2 separate regions of the Canis lupus genome follow, and region 2 is linked to region 1. Evidence: chromatin contacts called from public Hi-C data. All regions are on one chromosome and are shown on one strand. The core of a region is the stretch at or near the end of the contact, and the rest is flanking DNA. Distances in the headings are between cores, read along the strand shown.

Evidence for each region. A called contact is a pair of places that touch in the nucleus more often than the background predicts.
Region 2: a Hi-C map of blood shows a contact between it and region 1, with 4 times the contacts expected there. The contact joins the enhancer-like site here to the promoter of ZEB2 in region 1. A contact is called at or near these places in 2 of 9 Hi-C or Micro-C datasets (both in blood).

What each region holds. Positions count from the first base shown.
Region 1 is chr19:48,198,903-48,202,288 of UU_Cfam_GSD_1.0, reverse strand. ZEB2 (zinc finger E-box-binding homeobox 2) reads left to right here and starts at 1,887. Exons shown (of 10, transcript XM_038565130.1): 1 at 1,887-2,408; 2 at 3,380-3,386. The coding sequence starts at 2,394. LOC119864491 (a long non-coding RNA gene) reads right to left here and starts at 2,848. Exons shown (of 4, transcript XR_005374283.1): 1 at 2,753-2,848; 2 at 1,888-2,135; 3 at 164-314; 4 at 1-59.
Region 2 is chr19:48,337,394-48,340,779 of UU_Cfam_GSD_1.0, reverse strand. No RefSeq gene overlaps it. Among named protein-coding and RNA genes, the nearest start is that of ZEB2, 140 kb to the right of the region's middle. Within about 2 kb of position 1,784, at least 4 of the 20 cell types and tissues checked have an H3K27ac peak or open chromatin away from gene starts, as enhancers often do. A contact at or near this core is called in blood, where this site is marked.

The sequences.
Region 1 (3,386 bases), core at 638-3,137:
TCAATTATCCCTCCCCACAAAGATAGGTGGCGCGTGTTTCAGGGTCTCTCCTCTCTCTCCTACAGAAAAGAAAAAGAAAAAAATGTCATTAGAAGAGGCGTAACACGTCAGTCCGTCCCCAGGTTTGTGTTTCCTGGAGTGGCCGAAAGAGATCAGTTCTAACCTGCTCCGCAGGAATAACGGTCCTGCCTCCCGACACTCTTGGCGAGGTTTTGTACAGTTTGCTCCGGGAGCTGTTTCTTCGCTTCCACCTTTTTCTCCCCCACACTTCGCGGCTTCTTCATGCTTTTTCTTCTCACCATTTCTGGCCAAAACTACAAACAAGACTTCGCAGGTAGGTTTTTTTTTTTTTTTTCTTCTCTCTCTCTCTCTTTCTCTCTCTCTCCCCCCTTTCTCTCTTTTTTATTCCTTTTTGGTACGGTCATCCCCCCCCCACCCTCCTTTTATGATTTTTTTTTTCCTCCTTTTAAGTGGGGATGGGAGTCTGGAGTGAGAAGGAGTGTCCGTGGGCAGGAATTTCAGGTGGGTTTAGCTCCTTTATGGCAAGCTTTTCCCAAGAGTGACTTCGTGGATTTCTCTGGCACTCCCGCTCCCTCTCCCTGCTTTCCTCTCCCTTTTCCTCCTCCAAATAATTTGCCCTGTACCTGTCCATTCAGGTAACCAAAGGTGCCTTTTGCTACCCAGCCGAGGAAAAGTTTTATTGAGAACTACATGGTGGAAGGAAAACTCCTCCAGGGGGAGAGAATCTAACCCTGTTTTGTTTTTTTTTGTGGGTTTTTTTTTCTTTTTTTTTTTTTTTTTTTTTTTGCATCTAGCTCCAGTACATTGTATTCAGCAATTAAAACTTGGCAGATAACCTGTTAGTAATGACAAAACTTGATCGATACAAACCCACCAAATTCAGGGGCATGTCTTTCTCTTAGATATGGCACTGCATCCTCTCCCACCGGAGAAGGCTGTTTTCTAAGCAGAAAGTTGCCTGTTTTTGTCTGCTTAGCGAGTTTCATTTCTTTATTTTATTCTTTGTGTGTGTATGTATGTGAAGTAACACCTCATTTCTGTGATGATAAATAAAGAAGTGAAAGTCCTCATGGAACTTGAGTCGTTTACCAAAGTGTGTATGTGGGGTGGGGGGTGGGGGGTCACTACAGCTGGGAAGAAAGCTGCTGTCAGGATATCAGAGTTGTAAATTAAGGGTAACTTTTGGAATTGTGTTTTAAATGGCAAAGTAATAGAGACGTGGATCGAGCAGGAGACACATGCACACACATATCCCATTCCCTACTTTGGCACCGAAAAGTCGAGAGAGAGATAGCAGGAGTTCCCAGGAACAGTGATGAGCCCGGCTAACGTGAATGTGTTTATCTCCCACCTACTTATATATTTTCCATGCTCCCCCTGTAATGATGAAGGCAAGATTACTAACTCCAGAGTTAGAAATAACAGGCAGAAGATAAAGTTTACAGCACAAATGCCCTGTCTCTCTCCCTCTCTCTCTCTCTCTCTCTCTCTCTCTCACACACACACACACACACACACACACACACACACACAGGCTCATAAAACTAGCAGCTTACTTTATTAAACATGTATTTATATGCAATCGTGTGTAAGTCTCAGCATGAATACAGACAGGCCAGCTGTTTCATCCCAGACACTTGTGTGACCGTTTCCTGATTTCAGGATTTTTCCCAACAATTTCAAATCAATAGGAGAGCCAGGAAATGACAAAATGTGTCAGACTTAAAAGTCACCCTCTATGCCTAGGTTAAATTCAAGGTGCTTTCTAAACCATCCACTTCCCCTTCTCTCTGCCTCGCCGCCCCCCCCCCCCCCACTAACCACCACCACACTCCTCTCAGCAAATGTGTGGAAACTGATACTCACTTTCCAGGTTTTCTGCAAAGCTTTGAGCACAGGAGACAATAGGTGCGGGGCGTGGGGACTGAGTGTGCCCGGCAGAGGAAGGGTTAATGGCCCTTGTGTTACAGTTTGCATCTGTTACATCTTTTATAGCCCCTGTTTAAACTAATCCTCGAGGCACAGCATCTTCCCAACCTCCACCGAGTTTCGGGATTCTCCACCTCTGCTGCCTGCCTCCGAGGTTCCCCTTCTCCAAGTTTTGACAGTTTCAGCTGAAGGGGAAAAAAAAAAAAAAAAAATGCAGCGCCTCTCTCGATTTTTAGGTACAAAAGTTTCGAAGCCAGAAAGGATACGATCATTTAAGTAGAGCTTCAAAGTATTGCCGTAGCGGTTGGACTTTCTCTTTCCTTTCTTGAGGGGATAGAAGAAAAAAAAAAAAGAAAGAAAGAAAGAAAGAAAAGAAAAGGAAAGAAAAAAAAAAGAAAGAGAAATTCTACTGGAAGTATTTAAGGGAAGCAGTGTAGGGGAGCATGTGTGTGAATGAGGTGGGGGAAAATACTTAAGTAAATATTGTCAAAGTGGCGGTGGGGGGGGAGGTGTGTAGGGGTGTGTGTGTGTGTGTGTGTGTGTGTGTGTGTGTGTGTAGGGGGGAGGTGGGAAGCGCTGGTGTCCAAAGAGGCTTATAATTATACTTCTTATTTCGGCGTGAAATGGGAAATCTTAATTTGGGGGCGGGGGACCGGGGTGGCGGTGGGTGTGTGTGTGGGGTGTGGGGGGGATGGAGACAGCCTCGATGGACTCCCGGGGAGGGGAGGGGAGCGGAGGGGAGCGGAGGGGAGCGCAGGGAGGGAGGGAGGGGGCGCGGGGCGAGCGGGCTCCCCATAATTACTGTTATCAATTTGCCCGAGTGTGCTTCATCCGGGGGCTGTTGTTTGTTTGTTTGTGTGTCTCCTCCGGGGGGGACGGGGTTGTGTGTGGGGGTGGGGGGGCGCGCGGGATGGGGACGCGAGCGCGAGGCAGGCCGGCGTCGCCCCGGGTCGCGGGGCGGGGGGGCGGGGGGGGTGCGCGGGGCGGGGGGGGGTGCGCGGGGCGGGGGCGGGGGCCGGGCCGGGCCGGGCCGGGCCGGGGTCGGTCGGTGGCGCGGCGGGGCCCCGGGGGGCGCGGCGGCGGGTCCGGGGCCGGGTCCGGGTCCGGGGCTCCGGGGCCCCCCTCGCGGGCGCAGCGCGGCGCCCAGGAACGCACACAAAGCGCCTCGGGGCCCGCGGGGGGCGGGGTGGGGTGGGGGTGGGGGTGGGGGGTGGGGGTGGGGGGGGGCGGGGGGCGGGGAGGGGGCCGCCGAAGTTTCGCTTTGGCGCAGGGGTGGGTGCCGGGCGCCGGGCGCCGGGTGCCGGGTGCCGGGTGCCGGGTGCCGGGGCCGGGGGGGGCGCTGGCCGGGCCGGCCTGTCCCCGGGCGGCGGCGGCGGCGGCGGCGGCGGCGGCGCGGCGATGCCCACACTGTCGCTGTTTGGTTTGCTAGATCGAGC
Region 2 (3,386 bases), core at 535-3,034, 140 kb before region 1:
GCAACTGCCTTTTAATACAAAGAGCTCTTAACTTTCAGAGATACATTGGAAAATATTTACAGATAAAATTACACGATGGATTTGCCCCAAAATAATGTTAGTAAAACAAGGGTAAGTGAAGATGCAGGTGAAACAAGATTGTCCATGATCTGATTGCTGAACCTTAATGGGAACACGGAGCTTCATTATATTCATGACTGCATTTTTGTATATATTTGAAACATATAAGTTTCAATGATGGACTTGATGTCCCTTCTTTGTGTAAGTCTTCCCTCTTTCCTGTGCTCCTCTCTCCATCAGGAAAAGGGATCATGTGAGCCACGGGGCTATCCTTGATTGAACTGCCCTCCTGTCTTTTGCAGGACAAGGTGGGTCTTCACTAAAATGCCATTTGGCCAACTCTGAACTATGCTAGGGGAAGACAGACTTTTCGGCCCTGACCCCAGGCCGCCTAAAAAGTGCACACCCTTCAGAACTATTTAGATTACACCCTGTCACACCTCTTCCTCATTTTTCAACTTCACTTTTTACCATCCTGCATTTTGACATCATGGACATTTACAATTATCAGCAAGGATATAGTCCTTCTCCATAGTTACTGTAAGTTTACTTAGTGTTTACATAGAAAAGTCCAGTCAGTGGCATGCAAACCCCAACCCTTAGGGACCTTGGGGTCCGGTTCCCTCCATTCCCAGAGGTGCTAAGTTAGTCCGCCACAGGTGAGAGGACTTGCCTGGAGTACATACTGAATAGAAGTTGCAGACCTGGAGGCTTTACAACAACCAACACGGTGTTCCTCTCCAATTCTCTATCCCCAAGAACGGAGGATCATTCACGACTATGAGTTTAGGATTCACTTTAGTCACTGTGTCCCCAAAATGTTCAAACCTAAACCATATAGTTGACTCCTTTGAAGCCCCCCATCTCTCCCCCAACTAACATGATAGCACTGATCATGAGTAAAGGCGGCAGGTCCTGGCTCAGGCAGACGGACTCAGGGGGGAGGTGCTGCAGAGCCACAGACCCTGAGCAGGGCCCCCTAGGCCAGGTGTCTTCTCCCCCAGAAGATGCCATGTGTGCTTGCAGCCTACAATGTTGAATGCTTCTTTTCTTTTGACCTTCTCTTAGTCCTTGCATCGGTTTCTTTATTCATAGTTTCAAAAAGCCTTGTGTATATATATCAAAAATCACTAGTGCACATTCTAAACCCTCTCTTCCTCTCACTTGACACTAAGCAGATACAAAACTGAACAAAATTAGCATCTTGATTAGCGCTCTGGCATCGGTCACTCCTGAGCTAAAGCAATTGGATGAGTGACCCCTGAAAATAATGTTAAAATTTCTTCTCTGTTAATTTCCTATAAACGCATAAAATTTGCCATCCCATTCTGTAAGTTTTATACTTTTCCAAGAGAGCCATGCCCAAGAATAACAACTGAATCGCCTGAGGTCTCAGAGGTGGTGAGGACATTGCCGAGAGCTAGGCCTCTAGCTGACCCTAAACCCACTCCTTCCACACAGCACAAGAGGGAGAAAGGAACCGTATGAGCGTCTTCCGGAGCTCAGGGGATGAACAAGTTCCCCGGGAAGGGACCGTCAGGACCTTAGGGCCCTCTGTTTGTTTAATTCCTCCTCATGATCCTCTGGAAAAGGCCAAGCAAGTTCTGTGCTTTTTAGAGGGAGCTGTAAAATGGCTGCAGAACAGCCTCGGAGTGAACCTGATATTGGGTGTGTGTAAACGGTTCATGACTCTGCTGTTCAGTGTACATGAGTCACCCAGAACACGGTAAGGCTCCAACATAAACCATGTCCTCAGGCCTCACCCTCAGCCCCTGCCACAGGCTTATTCACACATGATGTGCTAGCCTGGCACTCAAAACCCCCAAATCATCTATGAGTCAGAGCTCATTACGTGGAACACTTCAGCCTCGCTATCCTAATGTTTGCCCAGTTTTTTCTTCCTTTCTTCCTCCTTTTCTTCCTCCTTTTCCTTCCTTCTTTCTCTTTCTTTCTTTCTTCTTTCTTTCTTTCTTTTCCTTCTTCTTTTTCTTCTTTCTCCTTCTCTCTCTCTCTCTCTTTTGGCTATGAAGGACTTCATTGATCAAATATTTCATTCATTTCACTAGACCTCCAATTTTGAGGGAAATGGATACGTGCATATTTTCACATGTATTTTTAACAGAAAATGAGGAAATAAACAACTACATGGGTTTCTTGTTCATTTTCAGTTCTTCAGAACATCTCATTAACCAGAGTAAACGTATCTCTTGGGCATTCTATTGAATTAAGGATTCACTTTAATCAATAATCATGCAATATTTCTAGATTAAAATTGAGCAGAATAAACCACTGCGTGTGTGCTTAGAGATTTTTCTTTCGTTCTAGCTGCATCATTTAAATAGACTTCCTTTCTCAAGCTTCAAGCTGCTCTCTTTTCTTTTTTTTTTAATTAAACCACAGCTGACATATAATATTTTATTAGTTTCAGGTGTATAACATAGTGATTCAACATTTATATACATCATGACATGATCACCCATGATGAGTCGAGTTACCATCTGTCACCATACAACACTATTATGATATTACTGACTACATCCCCTAAGCTGTACTTTACATCCCCATGGCTTTATTTCATAACTGGAAGCTTGTGCCTCTCAATCTCCTTCACCCGTTACCTCTGGCAACCACCCTCGCCCCTCTGACAACCACCGATTTGTTCTCTGTATCTATGAGTCTGTTTCTGTTTTATTTTGTTTGTTCTGCTTTTTGGATTCCACATATAGATGGCAGGGGAGGAGGCTGCTTTGGTTGGGAGAGGTAGAGTGCCTGCCCCGGTGGGTCAGTGATGGCAAGGCAGACGGAGTAAACGATGGCAGCCACCAGCACCAGGCTGCCTAGGTAGAGGAGAGTAAAAACGGTGGTGCCTGACAGTGTCCTTGTGCCCAAAGAAAGTTCCTACAGACCTCTGCCCCTGTAGTGCCTTCCCTAAAATTAGTCAATGAATCTCTTTCACATATGGCCCATGTGCCTTTCAAACTGCTGCTTCTGGAGTGGGTCTCAGGGTGAGGGAATCTGCGTACAAACACTTTAAGAGTGGAGTCTTGGTTCCCCATAGCCCTGCAGCTCACCTGGACCTCGCCCTCAAGGCTGAGAGTTATGAGGACTCATCTTCCTAGAGGAAGCCCCATGGCTGGGGTACCTGAAGTGGTGTTTGAACCCCCACTCCTCAGGGAGGATCTCCACACTTGTGATACCCCTCCTGCTTGTGGGTCACCATGTAGGGGGGTGGGTAATGCATCCTGACCAGACCACCTCTCCGCCCCTCCTACCTGTCTCAGTGTGGCTGTTTCTTTATTTGTTAGTTGTACAAGATCTGTTCTGCT